Regions from separate parts of the Mus musculus genome. Here region 1 is linked to region 2. Evidence: chromatin contacts called from public HiChIP or PLAC-seq data. All regions are on one chromosome and are shown on one strand. The core of a region is the stretch at or near the end of the contact, and the rest is flanking DNA. Distances in the headings are between cores, read along the strand shown. Region 1 overlaps Apba2 (amyloid beta (A4) precursor protein-binding, family A, member 2). Region 2 holds the start of Apba2 (amyloid beta (A4) precursor protein-binding, family A, member 2).

Region 1 (6,208 bases), core at 1,867-4,366, 200 kb after region 2:
GAGTTTGAGGCCGGTCTGATCTACTACAGAGCAAGTTCAGGACAGCCAACACTATCTCATAAAACAAAACAAAACAAAACAAAACAAACAAAAAAAAGAGCCAAAAAATGACTAATGAAGAGGTTGTTATCAAGAATTTAAAAGTTTCTAACAACTCATTCATGTGATAAATGTTTTTCCAGAATTTATAGAGACTTTATTTTTAAAGTACCAGCTCCTTTATCAACTACTTTGCCAGTGAGTCTCAAACACCTAATTCTGAAACAGTACTGGAAATAACCAGTGAATTTTTCAGACTTCCCTTGAGTTTCAAGAAGCTGTAGCTATAAACTACAGTCATAAAGTCCAAAATAAAATTATCCCATTAATCTTTTCAGTATCTTAAAAGTATCGGTGGAGATAAATTATGAACTTTAAAAATCTAAACTTTAAGCTGGGCAGTGGTGGCACATGCCTTTAATCCCATCACTCGAGGCAGAGGCAGAGGCAGAGGCAGAGAGGCAGAGAGGCAGAGAGGCAGAGAGGCAGAGAGGCAGAGAGGCAGAGAGGCAGAGAGGCAGAGAGGCAGAGAGGCAGAGAGGCAGAGAGGCAGAGAGGCAGAGAGGCAGAGAGGCACAGGCACAGATGTCTATGAATTTGAAGCCAGGCTGGTCTACAGAGGGAGTTCCAGGATGGCCAGGGCTACATAGAAAAACTCTGTCTCAAAAACTAAAAGCAAAAAACAAAACAAAACTATATATAATTTGATATATCTCATATCAGATACTATATATAAGTGCAACTGTATCAGGATGTGTCCTCATAGTAAGTCCAGGACTGTCCAGGGCTGTCTTTATGTGGTGTGTTGGGGTCAACAGCTGTCACAGTGTATGCTGTCAAAATATAGCAATGTGGTTTTGTTCACATAGCAAGTGGCACATGTCTTAGGTTGGCCATGGTCTAATGTGAGGCTCTCTCTGCCTTCCTTTCCACAGTGGCTGCTTCCAGGTAACAATGGCTGTGTGAGCGTCTGCCATGGCCCACCGCAAGCGTCAGAGCACTGCAAGCAGCATGCTGGACCACAGGGCCAGGCCAGGTCCTATCCCCCATGACCAGGAGCCTGAGAGTGAGGACACAGAACTGCCTCTGGAGAGCTATGTACCCACAGGCCTGGAGCTGGGCACTCTGAGGCCAGAGAGCCCCACGCCCGAGGAACAGGAGTGCCACAACCATAGTCCTGATGGGGACTCCAGCTCTGACTATGTGAACAACACATCTGAGGAGGAGGACTATGACGAGGGCCTCCCTGAGGAGGAGGAGGGTGTCACCTACTACATCCGCTACTGTCCTGAGGATGACAGCTACCTGGAGGGCATGGACTGTAATGGGGAGGAATACATAGCACACGGTGCACATCCCGTGGACACCGATGAGTGTCAGGAGGCGGTGGAGGACTGGACGGACTCAGTGGGCCCTCATACTCATAGCCACGGGGCTGAAAACAGCCAGGAGTACCCAGATGGCCACCTGCCTATCCCAGAGGATGACCCTACTGTCCTGGAGGTCCATGACCAGGAAGAAGATGGCCACTACTGTTCCAGCAAGGAGAGCTACCAGGACTATTACCCCCCAGAGACCAATGGGAACACAGGTGGCGCCTCCCCCTATCGCATGAGGCGTGGGGATGGGGACCTAGAGGAGCAGGAGGAAGACATCGACCAGATAGTGGCTGAGATCAAGATGAGCCTGAGCATGACCAGTATTACCAGTGCCAGCGAGGCCAGCCCTGAGCACATGCCGGAGCTGGATCCCGGGGATTCCACTGAGGCCTGTCCACCCAGTGACACTGGCCATGGACCCGGTAGGCAAGAAGCAAGGCCCAAGTCGCTGAACCTTCCCCCTGAGGTTAAGCACCCTGGAGACCTCCAGAGAGGACTCAAGACCAAGACCAGGACCCCAGAGGAGAGGCCAAAGTGGCCCCAAGAGCAGGTATGCCTTAACTACCTCCAGGGAAGGGGTGGCCCTAGAGAGTATGATATCACCCAGTAGGTAGTGAAGCCCATGGTGGGGGTGGGGGTGATGACAGGTGGAGGGGTGGGGTGGGGTAGGGGGAGCTAGCAACTATCCAGTTGACACTGTGAATTAAGTTAATTGTTCAGTAACTGTGATGATCAAGGAATGTCTTGTCACCTTAAGGAATCCATCCCTTAAATTCAGGAACCCATACCACCAAAGGGCTGATTGGCAGCTCTGATCTCCTAGGAAATGCCCTGAACCCAGGCTGTATTCCACTGCCTGACTCAGCTCACGATAGGAGAGGATCCATGCTACTCTTCTGATTCCCTGAGGTGGCCTCCTCAGGCCATCAGGACCCTGGTCAGGATGGCAGTAAAGGGATGCAGGCATTCACATACTTCCCTACCTCACAGTGCCCATTGCAACGTCTCCAAAGCCATCTTGACCCCATGGGCGCTTAGTTGTGAGAAACTACTGTCTTGGAAAAAGAAATCACTATTTCGAAATGTGACCAAGTCATAGAGAAGAAGTGCATACTAACACGAGGGATAGAACCACAATCATTCTTTATTTCAGTTACATCAAAGCAAGTATGTAGTCTAATAAACACATCTGAAAAACCACCATCCCACCCCACCCCCACACAAAACAGAAAAAGAAATCACTGTGAGCGTGTACAGGGAGATGTAATTACTGGATTTGTATAAAGGACTTCTCTTTGGCCCATTATATGGACAGCTTTCCTGGTTTGTAAAGCCTTAATTATTTTCCCCCAGAAGATTTCATGAGTTTGAATATTTATTCAATACATACTGAATTGAACACACACACACACACACACACACACAGGGGTGAAAGCTGGTGCTTGGAATGTAAATCACGTTGATTTGCTATGGGATTCGCCACACATTTCGGTGCCTTTTATTCTCATTGAGTTAGTAATTGCCAGCTGACTTCACTTTTGGGGTGCCCTGTCATCGACAGCAGTTCTGCCTTCATGGGGAGGGGCATACTGTGAGGCATAAACTCTATTGTACTCGTAAATGTTGGAGGCAGGGGCTTGGGACTCTGGTCTGGGCTTCAGGCCAAAATACCCACATTTTTATTCATTCGTTTTCAGAACACGAGCTTCTCCCCAACAACAGCGATGGCACTGCAGGAATGGGCGTGGGTCGTAGATCATGTGACACACTGTGCTTTGTTGTAATAAGTGGCCTCCCCATCAAAGGTCCGTCAGGAAAAAAATTATCTTGGAACCTGGTACGGAGTTAGAACACCTGGGTGCTGTTCTGTTGTGTTTCACTTTCCTTCATGATAACCAGATGAATGAATGAAGGTGAATAGAATTCCATAGACCTTTGGATTAGAGTGCTTGGGGCACGCGCATACATGTGCGCGCGTGTGCGTGTGTGTGTGCGTGTGCGTGTGTGTGTGTGTGTGTGTGTGAATGCAAATGGTTAAATAAATGAGTGTTGGTGGCAGGTGGAACTGGGGGACGTCTCAAGCCATCATGGGAGACAAAAATGAAATCTGTTCTTTCAGAGAAAGGTGTTGAATGGAAAAGCAGGTACTTCAATCTCTCAGCCCACGGTGTCCTTAAAGCAATGTTCTTAGCCAAGACATTGGAAAAACTTCTGAGAGCCAGTTAATGATTATATTCGGTTCTTTTGTTGTTTTGTTATTATTGCTTTTGTAGTCATGCATTCATTAGTTTGTCTGTCCATCCATGGACTAATCCTGTCCAGAGAGAGCCTAGAGGACCTAGCTCCAGACTGCCCAGGCCCCCAGGAATGAACGAGCTGTGTGCTCCTCTGGAAGGCTCTGTTGGGTCTTGCCATGCAGATGAGTTGTATATCCTGTTGTCCCGAGTTGCTCATCTCACACTAGGAATTCTGAATTTGGGCCATTAACATCCACTGGTGAATAAATTGAGCCATAAATATCCACTGGAATCACCTTGGAAACCAGATTCTCTAGAAAATGCACAGCGCTGGATACTTCGAAGGTGCTTCATTTGAAATCACAGCTGTGTTCCTAAAAGGAATCTTACTCCCCTGGGGACAGACAAGCTGTGCCAGGAACAATCAAAAGCCTGGTCTAGGACAGAGAGTCAGAGTCAGAGTGTCTGAGGCCCCTACCCAGTTCCTGGAGCCCCATCTGTGTGTTTAGTGCGGCACTGCCTAGAACCAATGTTACAGCAGAAATGAATCAGGAGGCAGGGGGTTGCGGGGGTGGGTTGGAGCAACCACCCTGGCCTCCTGGTAGACTTTCTCTGTAAAACTTGCCCTTGGCCTATAACATGGGCCCAACAGGGGGCACCCCAGAACTACCTGTTTGCAATTCAACAAGATGGCACATTCAAATCGGAGAAGCATTGCTGTGGAAGTCCAACTGGAGGGACATGGTAGCATCCCTTATCTCTCCCCTACTTGTTTTAAAGCTTAAAAATTATAGTCAGTGTTAGTTTTTGAAGTATGGTTTGAGTGTCTCTAATCTGAAATAGAGTCCTAAATACTCTAAAGCTGGTTTCTTGAGTGCTGACATAAGGCTATAGCAGAAACTATCACACCACCACCCTGAGACAGGCCACGATCAAAGCACAAGTGTGTTAGGTTACCCCCCAACCCCCGCTTTTCATTAGAAAACATACATGAATTCTCATGTTACAGTCTCATCCCAAATCTGAACCCAGGGATTCTCTCAGTCATTTTGTGCAGGATGTTTAGGCTGTCCTGAGGAACATCCTTCGGCCACTGTAAGTACATGGTATACATGTGAGACATGCACTTCCCACAGGACCACTACGCAGCATAAAGACCTGTCTTCGTGTGCTCTGTGTTCCCTGAAGACCCCAGGACTGAACATAGAGCACACAGCTATCATTACGGCACAGATGGTGGGTGGCCTTTTCTCCCATATGTGAGACTGGCACAGACATCTTTTTACATACGAATGGTGTTTTCTGTCTTTTGTACTTCTTGAGGGCCAGGGCCTGAGTGATACATGTTGTTGTAAAAGGGTCTGTGTTGACCCTTTTACATTCCCGCACCACTAACTTGCCTACTGTGTTCTCTTGGCCATGAGGTATGGTCCCACGTCTTATCTCTGTCTTGGATTTTTTTTCCTTTCCTATTTCATAGACTGCTTCATGCATTTTGCTACATGTTTCCTTTAGCCTGTTTTCCTTTGGACTGGGACTGTTCCATTCTCACCGTCTCCATAGTTATTAAGACACAGGTGACCCATCAGCTGTCAGTCTACCTCTTTGGGGCACAGAAGGAGTCAGTCAGATGATTCCTTCCCACACATGGAGGATGAATTTATAATAGACACTGCTTTAGTCTGGCCTCTGTAGAAAGCAAGTTGCTCATTGTGACAGTAAGTGGAGTGTATGACCTGTAGCATCTGCCTGTGCTTTGGATTGCTGTGCGTGCTCAGAAGGCTCCAGTTTCCTCTTACAAGTTACAGTCCATCAACAGGGGAAACCAAAGCAGGAATTCAAAGCAGGAGCTGATAGAGAGGGCATGGAGAGATGCTGCTTGCATTTCATGGCTTTCTCAGCCTGCTTATAAAACTCAGGACCACCATCCCAGGGATGGTACCACCCACAATGGGATCGGTTCTCCTGTAGCAATCATTAACCAAGAAAATGCCTTCCAGGTTTATCCATAGGCATTCTGATGGAGGTGTTTCTTCTTTTCTAGTTTGTGTAAAGGTGACAAAAAGCCAACCAGGACACATCCTGTGTCTTATGGCGCTTCCTTCCAAGGTGGAAGGCTGCAGGCACTGATGAACCCGCTACTCAGCACCAGCACCTTTGCAGCAGAGAGGCTTGTCTGAGAGGGCAGCTTCCAGGATTTCCTGAGATCCCCCAAACCCACCAGGCTCCAACCCCTGAGAACAGCTTAACTTATGCTCATATTTAACTCCCTGCAGCCATCTTTACTTTCGCTCCTCTCTGGGTGGTTTGTAATGCCTAATACAATGTCATGCTGTGCAAATTGTTGTCCTGCATTGTTTACTGGAATGTTGACAAGAAAGTGTGGATGCGTTCAAAGCAGAGGCAGTTTTGTTTTTATGAATATTTCCCACCCACACTCATTTGAATCTTTAGATGTGAAACCCACGAATGCAGAGGATCGCTGTGTTTTGGTTGGCAGATGAGTTGGGGAAAGTTCTTTGTTCTTCAGGCTGTCCATTCATTGCTGTGCAG
Region 2 (5,792 bases), core at 1,801-4,300:
CTTTATAGTGACCATGCTCCCAGCCCCTTTGCACATGAATACTATTCCTGTAGAAATGCACATGGAGATAGAAGTAGGTTAAAGGGCTTTCTGCCATTTAGGTGACAGCCTTCCAAAGCCCCGTGTGTTAAATATTTGTTCCCCAGTCTGGCAGGGTGAGGAGGTGGGGTTCAGAGGGAGGGAGTTAGATTATTAGAGGTGTGTCCTTCGAAGTGGGCTGCAAGTCCCCTGGTGATCAGCTTCTTCTGCAGTGTACTCCTGCCTCGGTGTCCTGTTTCAGCAGAGGTCAGGACCAAGGTCAACTGACCAGTGGACTGGAACCTCAGAGACTGAGCCTAAATAAACATCCCTTCTAAGAAGCTCTTTTTACAGATATTTGTTAAAAAAAGCTGAGGAATGCAAAATAATGGGCATGTGTGGTTTTAATAAGAGTGGTTGGATTTTCTTCCATAGATGTTGTGCACTTTATACTCCTGTGGCTTGTGAGGAGGTCTGCCAGCTTTCCCTTGACTTCTGGAACATACTGTGCTATTGACTCTGGAGTCTCTGACAGGTAAAAGCAATGACAGCTTAGTGTGGTTTCGGTTTTCTTTTTCTTTTTCTTTTTCTTTTGTGATGCTGGGGTGGATGCCAGGGTCTCATGTACTCTACAACGGTGTCCCATTGTGGAGCCACACTCCCAGCCCCTCGTATGTTTAATAGTTGTTTGTAAGCTGGTAGGATGGCTCAGCAATTAGAGGTGTCTGCAGCCAAGCCTGATGACCTGAATTTAATCCCCAGGATCACATGGTGGAAGGAGAGAACCAACTCCTGAAAGTTGTAATGACCTACACACACACACACACACACACACACACACACACACACTCATACACACACACACTCACATACATACACACTCAATACATACACACACTCACACACACACACTCATACACACACACTCATACACACACACTCATACACACACACACACACACACACTCATACACACACACACTCATACACACACTCACACACACTCATACACACACTCACACACACACTCATACACACACACTCATACACACACACTCATACACACACACACACTCATACACACACACACACTCATACACACACACACTCATACACACACACACACACTCACATACATACACACACTCACACACACTCATATACACACACACACTCATACACACACACTCACATACATACACACACTCACACACACACTCATACACACACACACACACTCACATACACACACACTCATACACACACACACACACTCACATACATACACACACTCACACACACACACACACACACACACACACACACACACACACACACACACTCATACACACACACCCTGAAAGGGTAATAGAAGTGCTAAGAGATTAAAAGTCGTTTGTATTTCCTTTCTTGTGAGTTGCCCATTTTATTTTTTAACTTGGGCAAGGTCCAGGTAGGGAGGTGGAGTGCTTGCTAGTGTGCACAATGTCCTGTGCCCTGCAGAGCAGACAGACACATCTGGATCTCACACTTAGCAGTCAGTGCAATGGAACAGTTTTGCATTTAGAGCTGAGCTGAACTTTTTGTCAGGGGGGTCAATAGAATATTTAAGGTGATGGACAACAAGCAAGAAGGAATGGTCAGCTCTAGGAGGAGGAAGAATGGCTCTAGGGTGGACCTATTTGGTCCCTGAGCTGCCAGAGCTGCTCTGCTATTGACTGGTGAGGTAGGGGTGGGGGGTGGGGTAATGGAGGGTGAAAGAGAGGGAGGCAGACAGGTCCCAGGCCTAGGAGGTCCTTACTAGGTCTGCCCCTGTATTCAGTTTTTCTCCAGGCCCTTCTCGGGGTCACCTCTGTCACTGTGGGCATCAGGAAGTTCTTTTCTCACCCCACTCACCCTCCTCTTCCTTTGGTGACATTCCTCTGATCTTCTGCCACCTGGCCTTCATCTCAGGCTAGGACTGAAGGAAGAGAGAGAGGAAGAGGGAGAACCAGGCCAATTGGAAGCATTTGGGGGCTGAAGTGGAGCCCCCCATTCCCTAAAACAGAGCACCCTGTGTGCCTTAAACCTGCAAGTTGCCACAAATGCATAGGGCTGAGTGAAAGGTCAAAGGTGACAATAAAGCCCAACGTTCAAGAATTTCAAGAGGTTTGTTTCTTACTGAGGGTAGCCAACTGGTTCTCATTGGGGGTATTAGAGGTTGGGGCCCTCTCCCTTCTGGACATCCCAGGCAACACAGGTATCAGAGACTCGGTGGTTATCAGGGACCGGGTGAGAAGACCTTGTGTGTGGTTATCAGGGACCGGGTGAGAAGACCTTGTGGCCAGAAGGCTTCTGGTGATTGACTGTGGGGAAGCAGGACAAGGCTTGCCCCTCAGGAAAGGCTTTCTGGGGCCACAATACCCTAGAGAGTCAAGGGATTCGGGCCGGCCGGGGCTCCGCATAGAGCGGAGCTGGCAGAGCAGGGCGCGGTCGCCGCAGCCCCTCAGCGCCGCACGCTCTCCGGAGCCCGCCAGGGGGCAGCGCGGCGTCAGGGGCAGGGTGCGGGCACCGGCAGCATCTCCTTCACCTGTTCTGCCTGCCCAGGACCAGACTGTTAAGGCTCCCCAACTGGCCGGTCCCAGCTCACTCCCAGGAACCTGTGTGCTCCTCAAGGGGCCACCGCGACTCGCGGAGCCTATCTCAGCCCGTATCCCAAGGACCCAGGTCCCAGGTGGGCTCGTCCGCTGTCCCCGCCGCTGTCCCCGCGCCGCACCCGGAGGCGCCGCGCTGGGCGCCGAAGCATCTTTGTCTGCGCTTTGCGCGGCCGCGCGGTCTTGAATCCCTTGATTCCCTAAGGTCTCTTTAGAAAGCGTTTCCACCCCGCGTGGCCGGGCGCAGGAGGAGCGGGGGCGGTCGGTGTGGCGGCGGATAGGGCGGTGCGGGTGCGGGTGCTCCCGGGCCGCGCCGCGTGCGCCCGGTAGAGGCGGCCCTGCGTGTCGTGCGCGGCGTCCGGGGCGCGCCCGCCGCTATCCAGCTTCCCGGGCTCATTAGCAGTCTCGGTGTGCGGCTCGGCGCGGGCTCACAAAGAGCTGCTGCGGCGCCCCGCTCTCGGCCTCGCCGACCCAGTCGGGGGCGGCGGCGCATCGCGCAACCCGCGCGGGCGCAGGTAAGTGGGGCCCGGGGCGCCAGAGTCTCCGCGGCAGCAGCCTGGGTTGCCCGGTTCCGCGTGGGGGGAGCCGGGGCGCAGTGGGGGGCGCGGATGCTGTGGTCCCAGCGCTCCCTTTCGGACCTTGTGGGGCTCTGGAGAGGCAGAGGGGCATCGTCGACAGAGCGGGCCACCGCTGGGACCGGGGGGTGCTACGGACCAGCGCCCCTCTCTCTCCGGACCCACCGGACCCTCCGAGCCACTGACCAGCGGCCGGGCGCGGCAGGGATCAGCTGGCCGCTAGGTTATCAGGGGCTTGCGAAGCGGCGGCGCGGGGCTACCTGGTGTGGCCAGAGGAGATGGTCACTCGTCTGGGTCCCCCTATTATTGCGTTGGGGGGGGGGTTGTCTAGAGGGGAGCTGCTTGGCACTGATTCCAAGTCCCGATGCTGGGCGGCAACTCGGGAGTTTGGGGTCGCTGCTGGGTTCGCTGCTTCCAGGCAACCGGTCTTTGATCTGTACCCCTCCCTCCCCTTTCCCTTTATAATGAGGCCCGGGGGAGAAACTCAGTTAAAAATTCCACACCCCGTATTCTCTGGGGGGATGCGGCGGGGACATGCCCCTTATCCTGGCTGCTTCCTCTTGGCAGGCAGAGCCCGGCAAGGGGACTTGGGTATGGAGGATGAAGGGGAACATTGATCCCAGCTTTTTTCAAGCCTTGTTTTCACAGGGAGCAGTATGGGCAGCAGGCCTCTATATGCCAAAGCTGTGGGTGAACTTCCCCTGAGTGCGGTAGGGATAGGAGCAGGTACCAGTGGGGCTCTGCAAGGGCTTGCCCTGGCTGTAGGCGCCTTAAATAAAGCCTACTAGTCTTAACTTAGAATTCAGTTATGGAAGACTTTTAATTCTTTAATATCTGTTTATTTGTATGTGACTTGACAGAGGCCAAACTTAAATTCGAATTTAAATAAAGCCAGCTCACTCAGGCCTTGTGCACGGTGAAGTTCTTAAACCTTGCTTGTTTTTCTTGGCCTTTCTTCATGTCTGAACTGATTTGTCCCGGTCCCCTTAGACCCCAAGACCCCTTCTTCCTTTATGGATATAGATTTGAGGAAGGATAGTGGTTTCGAAAACAAAGACCCGTAAGCTTTAAGGGTCCAAGTGAACAACTTTTTCTGAAGTACTGATCTGCAGGTGCCAAGAACCAATGGGCAGGCTCCCTTTGGGGCCCGGTCCCTCCAAAGAGGCAAGGATGGGGCTTTCCTGGACAGCAGCAATCTGAGGCAGGGGACTCAGGGCAGAGTGGCTGGGTGACTTTGTCCTGCACTCAGATTGCTGGGTGGTCATGGTGTGCTGCAGAGGGTCTCCTGAACTTTGGAGCTCTGGAACAGAGGGGTGAGTGACACAGACGAAGAACCTGCAGGGACTCCAAGCCACATGGAAGGGATTAGTGGGTCGTGGAACTGGCTATGAGCTGGAGGTACCAACACCTCTCCTTCCATGGCACCACCAAGTCCTTGTCCGCTTGTCCTTGGGACAGTCTCTGAGCTGGGTATAGCCATGTCCCCCCACCCCCAGCTTTTCTCATCTCTCGGGTGTCAGGCAGCAGTAGACTTACCCCACTGCTGCTTTTCCATGTCTGGGGTGCTGGGCCGCACTGAATCAGATGGTCTGTGAGTGGGTGTGAGCCTGAGTCTTTGTGCTGGAAGGGGCCGACATTGAGGACCATTCACTTCTGCTTGCCTTCTTCTTTCCCCTGTGAGGCAACCCCAGACCCAAGTGGTAGCTTGTTAACTAGTTGGCATAACACCCTTCTGTTTCTCTTCCTTCCTTCCTTCCTTCCTTCCTTCCTTCCTTCCTTCCTTCCTTCCTTCCTTTCTCTTTCTTTCTTTCTTTCTCTTCCTTTCTTTCTCTTCTTCTTCTTCTTCTTCTTCTTCTTCTTCTTCTTCTTCTTCTTCTTCTTCTTCTTCTTCCTCTTCCTCCTCCTCCTCCTCCTCTTCCCTCTCCCCCTCCTCCTCCTCCTCCTCCTTTTTTGAATAAAATATTAGTTTCACAGTAATAATTGGTAGGGATGGTCTGTGAAATGGAGGTGCATAAATGTCCAATTTGCCAACTGAGCTAAGAAATGCCAGATAAAAATAAAAGATAATTGTAAAAGACACCAATCACACCCCTGGAGGCTGAGAGGGAGTGTTGAAACACCTTGACTTTTCCTAGACAAAACTGAGGAACTCAGAGGAAAAAAGCATTTGATAGTAAGGCTAGCATCTACCAGGCTTTGTTTAGGTTGGGCACTGGTCACTGCGCCCTGTTGGAAAGGCAGAATGGGGGTAGGATCTACCTGACCACAGAGGAATCCTCAAGTCTTCAATTTACTGCTGCATCTTGTCTGTCCCCTGCTCTCATGAAGTTCAACAGGTGAGGGTCTCCACCGATACCACGTTCTTGACGATCCTAGGGACAGATGAGTGTGGAGGTTCTGAACAGCCTCACTGGCCTGGAGGGCCTTCCAAACCAAATGGCAGATACTTGCATATCCTGCCTGACAGCCTCCGTCCTTAGTATGGTGGCAGCCTGGGCCGTGTGCCCTCTTTTCCTGCTCCCGCCTCCTCTTCTTGCTGGTGATGAGGATTAGAGGCATGTAAGCC

Evidence for each region. HiChIP or PLAC-seq counts read pairs in DNA pulled down with a chosen protein or histone mark.
Region 1: a contact with region 2 is called in an H3K4me3 HiChIP or PLAC-seq map of embryonic basal ganglia, with 4 times the contacts expected there. The contact joins the enhancer-like site here to the promoter of Apba2 in region 2. A contact is called at or near these places in 8 of 39 promoter capture datasets (the 3T3-L1 cell line, cranial neural crest, embryonic stem cells and 4 more), 2 of 484 Hi-C or Micro-C datasets (cortical neurons and nephron progenitors) and 14 of 115 datasets of contacts at active chromatin or transcription factors (SST interneurons, differentiating embryonic stem cells, double positive thymocytes and 9 more).

The regions. Positions count from the first base shown.
Region 1 is chr7:64,694,050-64,700,257 of GRCm38.p6, forward strand. It overlaps Apba2 (amyloid beta (A4) precursor protein-binding, family A, member 2), which reads left to right. Exons shown (of 15, transcript NM_001291166.1): 4 at 975-1,968. The coding sequence starts at 1,015. Among named protein-coding and RNA genes, the nearest start is that of Nsmce3, 180 kb to the right of the region's middle. Within about 2 kb of position 3,117, at least 30 of the 459 cell types and tissues checked have an H3K27ac peak or open chromatin away from gene starts, as enhancers often do. A contact at or near this core is called in cortical neurons, embryonic basal ganglia, neural progenitor cells and 1 more, where this site is marked.
Region 2 is chr7:64,499,088-64,504,879 of GRCm38.p6, forward strand. It overlaps Apba2 (amyloid beta (A4) precursor protein-binding, family A, member 2), which reads left to right and starts at 3,051. Exons shown (of 15, transcript NM_001291166.1): 1 at 3,051-3,166.